Linked DNA regions of Solanum lycopersicum: region 2 is linked to region 1. The links are chromatin contacts, called in public HiChIP or PLAC-seq maps. All regions are on one chromosome and are shown on one strand. The core of a region is the stretch at or near the end of the contact, and the rest is flanking DNA. Distances in the headings are between cores, read along the strand shown.

Region 1 (5,674 bases), core at 500-2,999:
TCGTAATTAGCAAGCTATAACTATGAAACGTATTGAGCTATTTTGGAGTGGCCATATGAGAAAGTTCCCCTTAAATTAATTATACACTCTATTGTGTATTAAAATGTGTATGCGTATTACTAGTACTATGAATTTTTAGATATTAGTAATAGAAGGAATTTTTATTCAGAACTCATGAATATCCGCCATGGAAATGCGTAGAGAATCGAAGGAAATAAAAAATCAGAGAGGAGGGAAATTGTGATTGTTATACAACATATTTTCAATATTTAGATTTACAACTGTATGTTGATCTATTTATACAAAATTATCGACTAACTAAACACTATAATTAACCTATCCAACTAAGTACACTTTGCATAAACAATTATGTTATGTAACTAACCAACAAGCAATTACTAATCTATAAGGCAATGTACAGTTGTATTGTGATGCAATTCTTCAAATCCTCAACCATTTTAGTGTATCCATTACCATGGTTAAAGATCTCATTGTCCTTCAAATTTTTTTTGTAACTTTTTCAATTATTTTTGAATGATATATTTGTAAATAATTTTTTTTATGCAATACATATTATTATATTTAGTACGTTAAATCAAATAATGCATAAGAAATAATAAATACAAATATTATTAATATCAACATTATTAATACAAAATTACTGATACACTCCATTTAGCATTATTCGTATATACTCTATCAGAACTCTATTTAGCTTTATTGTGAGGTCAACTATTTTATAATATCGTAAAGTTAAACAAAGTTAAGCAAAATCAGAACTTAAATCACATGAATAAGAAAACTAACTCAAAAACCGAACTATCAATAACTAAAATTAAGTTTTCAATAAGAAAACTTGAATAACAGGAGACAAAAAATATCTTGTAGTTTACTTTTCAAAAATCAAAATACGAAAACAAATTTAGTTTCAATAGAAATAACATAGTAATAAGTTTTGGAGTTAGAACTTTGGGTGTTAATAATTTTTTGACTTATAGTCATTTCCAGACCCGCCAGAAAAGTTGTATGTTTCATTTTTTTTAAAAAAATAATATAATTTTTTTATATATATAAATTTATTCGATACATTTTGATATATATATTTTAATACATGTTAATTAATTAAAATTGAGTAAAATAAACTATAAATTTAAACACGTAACATGCATATATTAAATCGACGTAAACACCCGATGCACGTAAATTTTATCCGTCTTAATTGCCACCTTATATTCTTTTTATTTATTTTTAAATCTTAGCTAGGAATAGGGAAAAGAAAAGTTAGAAAGAAATCTACAATGTGAAAATCAAATCTCACCAACAAATTAAAAATTGAGCTAATCAATCAAAAAGCTACTAAAATTTTCTTTACCTAAGTTTTGTAGTTGATGCATATAACTTCTATATTTTTAAAATTAAAATTTCACCTAAGTATAAAACTTAATTCATATCCCAAAGGTACATGCCCCATTAAATGTCTTTAAAAAATCAGTCAACATTATATACCCTACAACTAACTCTCAATTCACCTCTTGTCATATGAAAATCCCAACTTGCATTCTTCTTTCCTTATCTCATTTACTCCAATTTTCCTTACAATTTCCAATGAATAAATTAAAACCTCATTTACTACATTTTCCCTTCAAATGCAATTATAAAAAAACTATTGGGGTCAAAATGTAAACACACACCAAAAAAAAGGAGAGAAAATAGCTCAATGGCTTATTGAGTCGAGCCAAGCCGAACAAAACGGCGTTGGTTGAACAAATTGAAACGGTAAAGTGGCAAGGAAGAGCAATTAAATGATTTTACGAAGGGTAAATGAGGAAATCAACAGAAATTTAAACGATGACGGAAGCATCATTAACGGCGATAATTGGCGTTTAGCCTGCTATACACCTTTTGTGCGGATAGTAAACGGAATCTTTTTTGGAAGTACGGTGGGTCCCAATTTAGAAACCAAACACAATTTCTCGCCGCTTCCTTTTTTTTTTTTTTTTTTTAAATAATAGAAAAATATTTTTTTTTCTAAATGACTAATATTGACATAATAATATATTTTTGATACGATATTCTTTTGTTAATATAAATGTCGAATATATGTCAAAAATTGTATCAAATATCGTAATAGTAATAAAAGAATTATTTAAAAATTGTAACTTTTATCATGATAATTTAATATTTGTAATATCATTTTCACACGTATAAAATAATTAAGTAGGAATTACTCCAATAAAGTAGGAGGAAAAAAAGAATGTTATATCACAAAGGAATTAGCGTGGAAATCTGAATGATTAAAGAATCGTTTAAGCTCACTAATAAAAAGTTAAAATTGATTAACATTACATTTTTAGTGACTAAAGTCCTCACTCCTCCCCCCGTTTCAACTTAAAGGCTCCTGTTAAATTACACTCTTAATTAATTCTATTTTAAAATTTTGAATGTGACTGTAAATATTAAAAATAAAATTTTAATTTTATGTCCAATATATTATAAATAAATTTTAATTTATTTATATTTACTTATTCTCTCAATTATTTATCAAACACATTGACTAATTAATATAAATAGTATACTCCATTCGGATAATTCTAATAATCATGCTTAGTAACAATAGTTGATTTACAATTAATTATTCATTTTTATATTTAACCGTAATCAATAAAGGTGTAAAGAGATTAGTATGATGAAAAAAACAGTGAAATTAAATTAAGATCGACCAAGATAAAAATAATTCTGTCAAAATCACTCTTTTAGTTTATATTTTCTTAAAAATATGAAAAAAGAAAATACAATATTGATTAACGAATTTAGACTGTTGTAAAGGAAAATTAACGACTTTCATCTAATAAGTGGTTTTTGATGCAAAATATTTTTCTTAAAATAGAGTTTTAGGAAATCAAACACAAAAGTAACTTTTCCTAAAAAAAAATATTTTGCATGAAAATATCTTCTAGCATGTCAAGCATTTTTTTTAAGATCTCTGACTGATAATTCATGTGCACCTCCCTCTTCTCTAGATATTTTTACAAAGCCTTATATCATCTTTTTATTTTATTTTTTTACTTTTAGTTTGCCAATTAAAATGAGGATATTTCCTCGCGGGTTGTTCGATTAGAAACAAGTTATACCAATATTAATTATTTTTAGATAAATTATTTTGAAATAAGTTATCTTGTTATATATATATATGAAACAATTTGTTCCCTCAATGAATAAATGGTTGAATAATTAATTTAATAACTATCTAATACCTTCAATCTAATATAAGATAAAATGATTCCGTATTTTATCTCAAAATTATTATATTTTATATTTCATACCTAACGTCTCCTAAAAAATGACGTAATGGGCATGTCATAATTATTTGTACATGAAAAAGCTTGTTGAAAACTATAGTATTTATATTTTATGTATTATTTCGTCATGGTGTATCTAAGTAAATATACATGATCATTATATTCCTAGCTACTTCCACAAGATTAAGGGAGATAATATTGATACAGTGTATTACATCACAATTAATTTACGTGTACATTTGAAGTAATATGATAATAATGAAGTCACACAAATAATTCATATACATGTTGTCACTAATTCCATCTTTTGGAAACCCAAAATGGTTAAAGTTTATTTCTATGATATTAAATATTTATTACCGACAAGTTCTTTAAAAAAATATGATCATTTTATGAAGAAATTTTCATTGGCATGAACAAAGTTCATGAAAAATTAACTCCTTTTTCTTTTATTGAAAAATTTGTGCGACTCTCGTGATAGATTCTTTCGTCAAAATTTTTGATTTTTCTAATATTAATATATGTATGAAGGCCCAATAGATGATTCAACGATTTGAATTATGACTTCTTCGTGGCACTAACATATCCTTTTGAAGTGAACTATTTAAATACTCTAGATGACACGATTTTAGATGCTTGACCAAACAGATTCTCACTGAGCGTAAAAAATGACTTTCCTTACATAAAAACTAAACTCAAATTGGATTTTAAACTATTGGGCCAGGAGACATGATATGTGGGCATTTGGTATGTGATGATGGGTTGTTTCTGTTTGGACCATTATATTTATTGAGGTTATAAGTTCAAACAAAATGGTAACACTTTTAGGTATAGTAAGGTGTTGGGACCATGAATTTTGGAGTTTTATAAAATGATTTGACTCATTTGAATTTGTAGTACATTTGATAATTGTGGACATTTCCCCTAAACTATATAGTATGCTTGTGTTTGTGCTACTTTTGAGTAATAACACACCACTTCTATATAAACAATTCCTTATTATTATTTTAGCCTCTCATTTACCATCACTTCATTATATATAACAAAAAAAGTACATATATATGTATATAAGTATGTGTGACTAATCTAGAACTAGGTCTAGGTGAACATGTTATTGAGATTTGAGCATGTATTTAGGGTGTTAATGGTCATTTTATTGGTCAAAGTTAAAGTCTTTGATCTCATAATTAAAAGTAAGATTACTGACACTTGAAACAAAACTCCCTCTTTGGAAATCAACATTTGTCCAAGTAAACAACAAGACAGACAACAACTCTGAATAAAAAGACAATGAAGAAAAGAACCCTAAAAAAGTGGGGAAATGCAATATTCATGTGAGAGAAGTAGAGTCTTGAGTAAGGGATGAACACAAAAAAGCAAAGAAATTAAAAAAAAAAAATAAAATGAAAAAGTTAAAAAAGAAGGAATAATGATGATTACCAACATGAATATACACAATGCATGTGAGAGAGGATATGTCTATTTGACTAAACAAACAATTAGATAGTACTTAGTTTCATGTGGCAAAGCAATCATGAAGAAGATTAACCAAAGTTTCTTTTTTTGTTTTTTTTGATATACATTCACATTTCTTAAATAGTATTTACTATTTCTGTACACTTTTGCTTCAGTTTAGAAAATTGAAAAACAATTTATTTTTATTTATTCAAATAGTGATATGATAAAATTATCATTTTGTTTGTTGCTTCTTAAGAAGTGAGTCAAGTCGATATTGGATAAGTAAAACTAGACGGAGAAATTATAGTATTTGGGGACCCCACGTCTTAATTATTTTCCTATTGATTATTTTCTGCGTGATAGGTAACCAACATTTGAAGAAATAATAGAGTAGTTAACAGATACTTATGATTTATGACTTTGGAGGAGGATTATAATATGAGTTTAATTAAAAGGCATGATCCTCTTAATATAATTTTGCATGATGATTAATTTTAGTAATTGAATTTTTGGAGATCTTTGTATTACAACCGGTGCTGGTAAGTTTTTTCCTCCATTATGATTAATATGTGTCATCAATATCTACATTTAAATTGTTTTATGTTGTTTTGATTTTCAGAAAACATAATAAAAGCTTCACTTTTTTTAAGAAAAAAAAACATTTCAAACCCAAATGGGCCGTTAGTAATCAATGAGAAACAAAACAACAAACAAAGAAAATAAAAGACATTTATTTTGGGCGGCCCAATTGCAAAGGTTAGAATGTTGTGATATTTAAAGGGCAACTTTCACATATAGCAAACAAAAAATTCATTTTTGTATTCTATAGCAAAGTTTGCATAATTGCGCTCCATAGCAAACATAAAACTGTATAATTCGCTATATATATATATATATATAATTGTATAATTTGCTGG
Region 2 (5,746 bases), core at 3,063-5,562, 44 kb before region 1:
CGGCCTGTCAAAAGGACCACGACCCTTCAAGTGGGGTCATGGTCCTTGGCCAATGACTTCTAGTTTTTGGGTCCCTTCACGAGCCCTAACACGGCTCGTGTGAAGGACTACAGATCGTGAAGGATATTGTGATTCTTCACTTTGCGTGGGGGTTTGCTGGTTTACGGACAATATATGTCATCACAGCCCACCATCAAGACCATGAACCGTACGTAGAGAGGCCCATGGTCTAATGTCAGAGCTTGGATGGTGCTGCCTCGCCTCCACGAGCCTTCCCGCTGCTTGTGAGGTAGACAATGGCTCCAGAAGGTCTCTAGGTCCATCATTGTTGGGCGGGTGTGAGTCACGAGCAGGTCGACAGACCGTGATTCCTTTCAGAGTTCGTGAAACCTGTCATAGTTAACCATTTTTTCTATTGTTATGGTCTGATAAGTTCTGAGGTGTTACATGCATCTTTTTATGATGTAGATTCAGGTACTTAGGATACTCAACAGGAGTTTCGTTAATATCACTTCATCTACTCGTCAGCTTTTGAGTGAGGCCTCCTTGCTTTTGGAAAACTCCAGTTTTAATGTAGTAGCTCTTTTAGTTGTTTTGGGTCTTGTCCTGACACTCGTCTTTATGCAATAGAGGCTTCATAAATAGACAATTTTCGAGAGACTTTTAGTTTCAGTTGTGTTGTAAAAAAACTTATATTTCCTACTTGGTATATTCCAAGAGTTTTGAGATTCAATATATTGTCGATTGAGTCTTTCTTTCAATTTAATATTTGTATATATTTGAGTTAGGATTTCGCTTGTAGTCAACTAGAATGAGGTTCGCTTAGAGACTGACAATGGTTGTCAAATGCTCGTCACGTCACGTCCAAAGTGTATGCTCGAATTATAACATTTGTATAATGTGATTGATATTTTTATTATGGATGAAGTTAGTTGATATTATATTGCACTAGCATTATCTCCATTAATGAGATTGACTCATCTATTTTGATACCAAATTTTATTTGATAATAACATTTGTACTCAATGATTTAGGAGTATGCAACAAACATACTTTTATATTTTACGTGTATGGCGATGATGTACATTTAAAATTGTCTCTTACATGCATGAGCCAAGCATCATGCACCAACATGCAGCGGATCATCTTAAATTAGAGCATTTTTTACACAATTTATCTTAAATTCAAAAAAAAATTAGCTTTTCTAGATTCTTTATCTTGAACTAGGAGTGTAACGCAATTTTCACATATCAAATTTATCTTTATCGTTATAATTATATCATCTACGTAAATGAGAAAAATAGTAATTTTCTTAAGTAAAGTAGAATGGTGAACCTCGTAGAACTTGATAATAGAAATTAACTTGACTTATACTTTTATTACATATGTTAGGATGACTCATAGTAAGATATATAAGTCACTCAATTAGTTTGTCTATACAATTTTTGATCTATAAAAGTTTTTTCTTTATTTTATATAATTCACTTTTATTGAAGTATATAAACTTTTTTGTAATCATTAAGTGGAATAAAGAGAGTTATCCATAATAATACAAGACGAAGGAATTGTAATATAGTTCAATATGAGAACTCTAGGATATTACATCCAATATATACACAGAGAGGAGTCTAATTATCTCCTAGTTACTTAAAATAAATAGTGGGAGATCCCTTTGGGATGGGATGCTAAGCTAGCGTTTTGTCATAAACTTTTAAATATTTTTGTAAATATTATATGAGTGAGAATTTGAGTGAAATTTTATCATGTTTTTTGCCATAATATTTAGAAAATACATTTCATTTTTAAATAAATATAACTTATATTCATAAGTTTTAAAAACTAACAAAATTAACGATAATTTGTATTACATAGCAAAATAGAAACGTCGACATAATAAGATTCATGACTTCAGCAACAAGCTGAATCTTCGTTGCAACAAATAAAAAGCACCGTCCATGACATTGGATTAATGCGATAATTTGGAGTGAGTGCAACAAGCATCTTTACATACATTGTGAAGTAGACAAAGCACATGATTCTATTATTCTAAACCAATTGTTCGTCATTTTTATCAACAACCATATCATCGCTTTCATATTCACTGAATAGTTCATCAATATTTTTGGTGTTCATGTAAAATGTTTGTAATAAAACGCAAACAAATACTACAGATATATTTTATAAAAGATAAAAGTTTGGTGTAGAATTTAAATACTTAAAAGTTTTCAATAATGAGATTTGCCCAAATATTGATTTTTTCTAGTACTTGATAATTTAAGTTATTTGCCAAATAATTATAGACAAATACTATTTAACTACCTAAAGTTTTCCCAAATTTTACTTGAAAAATCTACGACCAAACGGGTCCTAAATAATGTACACTATAACAAAAATAACTTTTAGCGACAGTAAATATTGACCGTAATAAAGAGTGCTAAAATCTTTATCGCCACTAATTACGTGCAATTAAAACCAATATCGCTAAATATTTTAAAAACTTATACATATTAATTACAGTTAAAATATATATTTAATAACAATTAAAAAATAATAGTCGCTATGATCATCTTTGATGTAGTATAGTCATATTCACTTTAATTAGGTCCTAAAAGGTTTATATTTTAGCAAGATATATTTTCTCTGTCAACTTTTATTTGTCATTTTGTGTTTTTCAAAAGTTAATTTGACTAATTTTTAAAGTTAAATTAGATTACGTTAATTTGATATGTTTTTTTTTTAAAAATAAATATTCAAAAATCATATAAAAATAATATAAATTATAATTTTTTTTGCATATCAATATAATGAAAATATACATCATAAAAAATTAATTAAAATTTTTATAATTTGACTTTATAAAAAAAATTCATAATAATTAATTGTAAACTCGGAGAAAGTTTAATTTTTATTGGTAACGACAAAATATAAATCAATAAATTGGACTCAGAACTATTAGGTACTAGATAAATATAATTTTCCAAATTATGAGAAAGACCTAAAAAATAAAATAAGCAAAACAACTCAAATTGACTTACTTCCTTCCTTTATTTGCAAGAGAGTCCACTATCGAACTTTATTTCCTTAAATTATGAATAATATTTGGACATCACATTATTTGCAAATTCATTAATCAAATTTGTATAATTAAATGACTTTTTATGAATTTTTTTCCAAAAATTTTATTAAATTTCCTTCACATTAAATCATGGTACATATCTATCATTAATTAAATTTGTATAATTGAATGACTTTTTATGAATTTTTTTCCAAAAATTTTATTAAATTTCCTTCACATTAAATCATGGTAAATATCTATCATTAATCAAATTTGTATAATTGGATGACTTTTTATGAACTTTTTTCCAATAATTTTATTAAATTTCCTTCACATTAAATCATGGTAAATATCGATCATTAATCAAATTTGTATAATTGAATGACTTTTTATGAATTTTTTTCCAAAAAATTTATTAAATTTCCTTCACATTAAATCATGGTAAATATCTATGTGCGTAGATGTTTCTACAAAATCAAATAATTTAATCTTAATAAAAAAAAAGTTAAATACACATTATTTATCAATATATAAATATGTGATACTCAAAATTTTAATCAATAAATTAAATCATGGTGTGAAAAATCATTAAAATAATTAAAAGGAAGTTTTAGAATTGACATTTTAAGGAGGAGAAATGACAGTAATTTGCTGCATAAGGTCCAAAATTTGAGAGTAATATTTGCTTCCTACCTCATTTATTACATTATTACCTTGTTGGGATAAATTCTGCCAAGAGTTTATTCATTTTTGTTGTATAATAAATAATTTCTTTTATTTATCAGTTTTGTTACTTTCTTAGTTTTATTATACTTTGCTGACCAACTTACAACCAACTCACAACAAGCCATTAAGCCAAGCCATGAAGCCAACTAGTTTAAGTCATCAAAGCCCCTAAACCAAAAGAAGTAAAAGAAATTAAATGTAAAAGAGGAAAAAGCCAAAAAAAAGTTTTCTTCTTCAGATAATATTGACTATTCTTTTCGTTCTCTTTTAATTGTCATGTTTTTCGAAGTCAAATTTTAATTAATATTTTACCATATTGAGATACAAAATGTTATAACATATAGTATTTCCTTAATCATTTTTTAGTATCCAAATTTTTTTAATCATATATATCATTTAATATAATTTTAAAAATTAATTAAATTAACTTTTAATAAAAATAACATGACAACTGAAAAGAGACGAGAGTTTTTAGATTTTCTTTTATTTTCCAAGAAAGCCCTAAAACTAATAAAAGTAAATGAAAATTTACAATAATAAATAAAGGGCAAAAACAAAGAAGTGTGAGTGAGAACATTTATAGGCCACCCTTCTCTTCTCTTTTCTCTCACTCTTTGTGCCAGTCTGCTCTTTCTTTGAGTGTTTACCTCTTTCTCTCTCTCTTTTTCTTTAACTCTGAAATAGAGGAACTATTAGAGAAGTTATAATAATGTCTACAACCCATTGCTGAAAACTTTCTCCTTTTCTTCCTTCTCTAAATCACTTCAGTTTTCTTTTCTTTCTAATCAAGATTGGTGTTTTTCCTCACATTTTGCTCTCTGTGTTTGTTTGGTAGAACCCCATTTGAGGAAAAAGAATGGAGAAAGGGGGTGTTTGAGTTTTTTAGTGTGTGTGTAAATTCACCATTTCTGTGTTGATTTTTAGTTTCTTTCCAGATCTATTATCTATAAAAATCTCATCTTTTCTCATTTCAATATTACCCCTTTTGTTTGATTTTTTGTTCATCAGCTTGGAGATATGAGTAAAGAAGAGTTCTTGAAGATCCAGGTACTTTTTTCTCTCCTCAATTGGCTCATTCTAATAATGTGTGTGTGTGTGTAAATTGTTTTTTTTTTGGGGGGGGAGGGGGGTTGCTTGAGTTTCTAATTCAAGATCCTCTGTTTCCATTTTTGTGAAGTAATTAGTATTTGTTTGAATGAAAGATCAAAACTTGTTATGGATTTATTCACTATTGTTTCTGAGAAAGTTGATTACTTTACTCTGTTCTGTGTTGGGTTTGGCTGGCTTTGCTTGTGCATGCAGACTTGTGTCCTTAAAGTCAATATACACTGTGATGGATGTAAGCATAAAGTAAAGAAAATCTTGCAAAAGATTGAAGGTATTTTTCCCAAGACTCAATATATGAATATCCAAATATGATTTATATATGGCTTGTTTTATACTCTGTTTTTAAAATATCCAGGGGTTTATAAGACAAACATAGATTCAGAACAAGGAAAAGTGACTGTTTCTGGAAATGTAGAGGCTGCCACTCTGATCAAGAAATTAGCCAAGAGTGGGAAACATGCAGAGTTGTGGGGTGCTCCCAAGGCTGTTAACAACCAACAAAATCAGCATAATAATGGTAAAGGTGGTAATAACAAAGGCCAAGGCCAAGTCCAAGTTCAGAAAGGTGGGAACAATCAGCCAAAAGGTGGAGGAGGTGGAGGAGGAGGAGCTCAAATGCCAAATCAGCAGCAACTTCAACAGTTGAAGAATTTACAAGATCTGAAGCTGCCCCCACAATTCAAGGACTTGAAACTTCCCCCAATGGGGAAAGACCAGAATCCAAAGGCTGTTAAGTTTACCATGCCTGAGGTGGATGATTTAACTGATGATGATTTTGATGAGGATGATTTGACTGATGACGAGGATGATGATTTTGATGAGGATGAGTTGGATGATGAACTGGATGATATCCCGGTG

The links. HiChIP or PLAC-seq counts read pairs in DNA pulled down with a chosen protein or histone mark.
Region 2: a contact with region 1 is called in an RNA polymerase II HiChIP or PLAC-seq map of leaf, with 7 times the contacts expected there. The contact joins the promoter of LOC101256517 here to the enhancer-like site in region 1. A contact is called at or near these places in 1 of 1 promoter capture datasets (leaf), 6 of 8 Hi-C or Micro-C datasets (leaf and leaf mesophyll) and 1 of 1 datasets of contacts at active chromatin or transcription factors (leaf).

The regions. Positions count from the first base shown.
Region 1 is chr1:75,304,531-75,310,204 of SLM_r2.1, reverse strand. No RefSeq gene overlaps it. Among protein-coding and RNA genes, the nearest start is that of LOC101246861, 6.7 kb to the right of the region's middle. Within about 2 kb of position 1,749, at least 2 of the 2 cell types and tissues checked have open chromatin away from gene starts, as enhancers often do. A contact at or near this core is called in leaf, where this site is marked.
Region 2 is chr1:75,350,732-75,356,477 of SLM_r2.1, reverse strand. LOC101256517 (heavy metal-associated isoprenylated plant protein 32) reads left to right here and starts at 4,312. Exons shown (of 3, transcript XM_004229390.5): 1 at 4,312-4,828; 2 at 5,084-5,159; 3 at 5,244-5,746. The coding sequence starts at 4,799.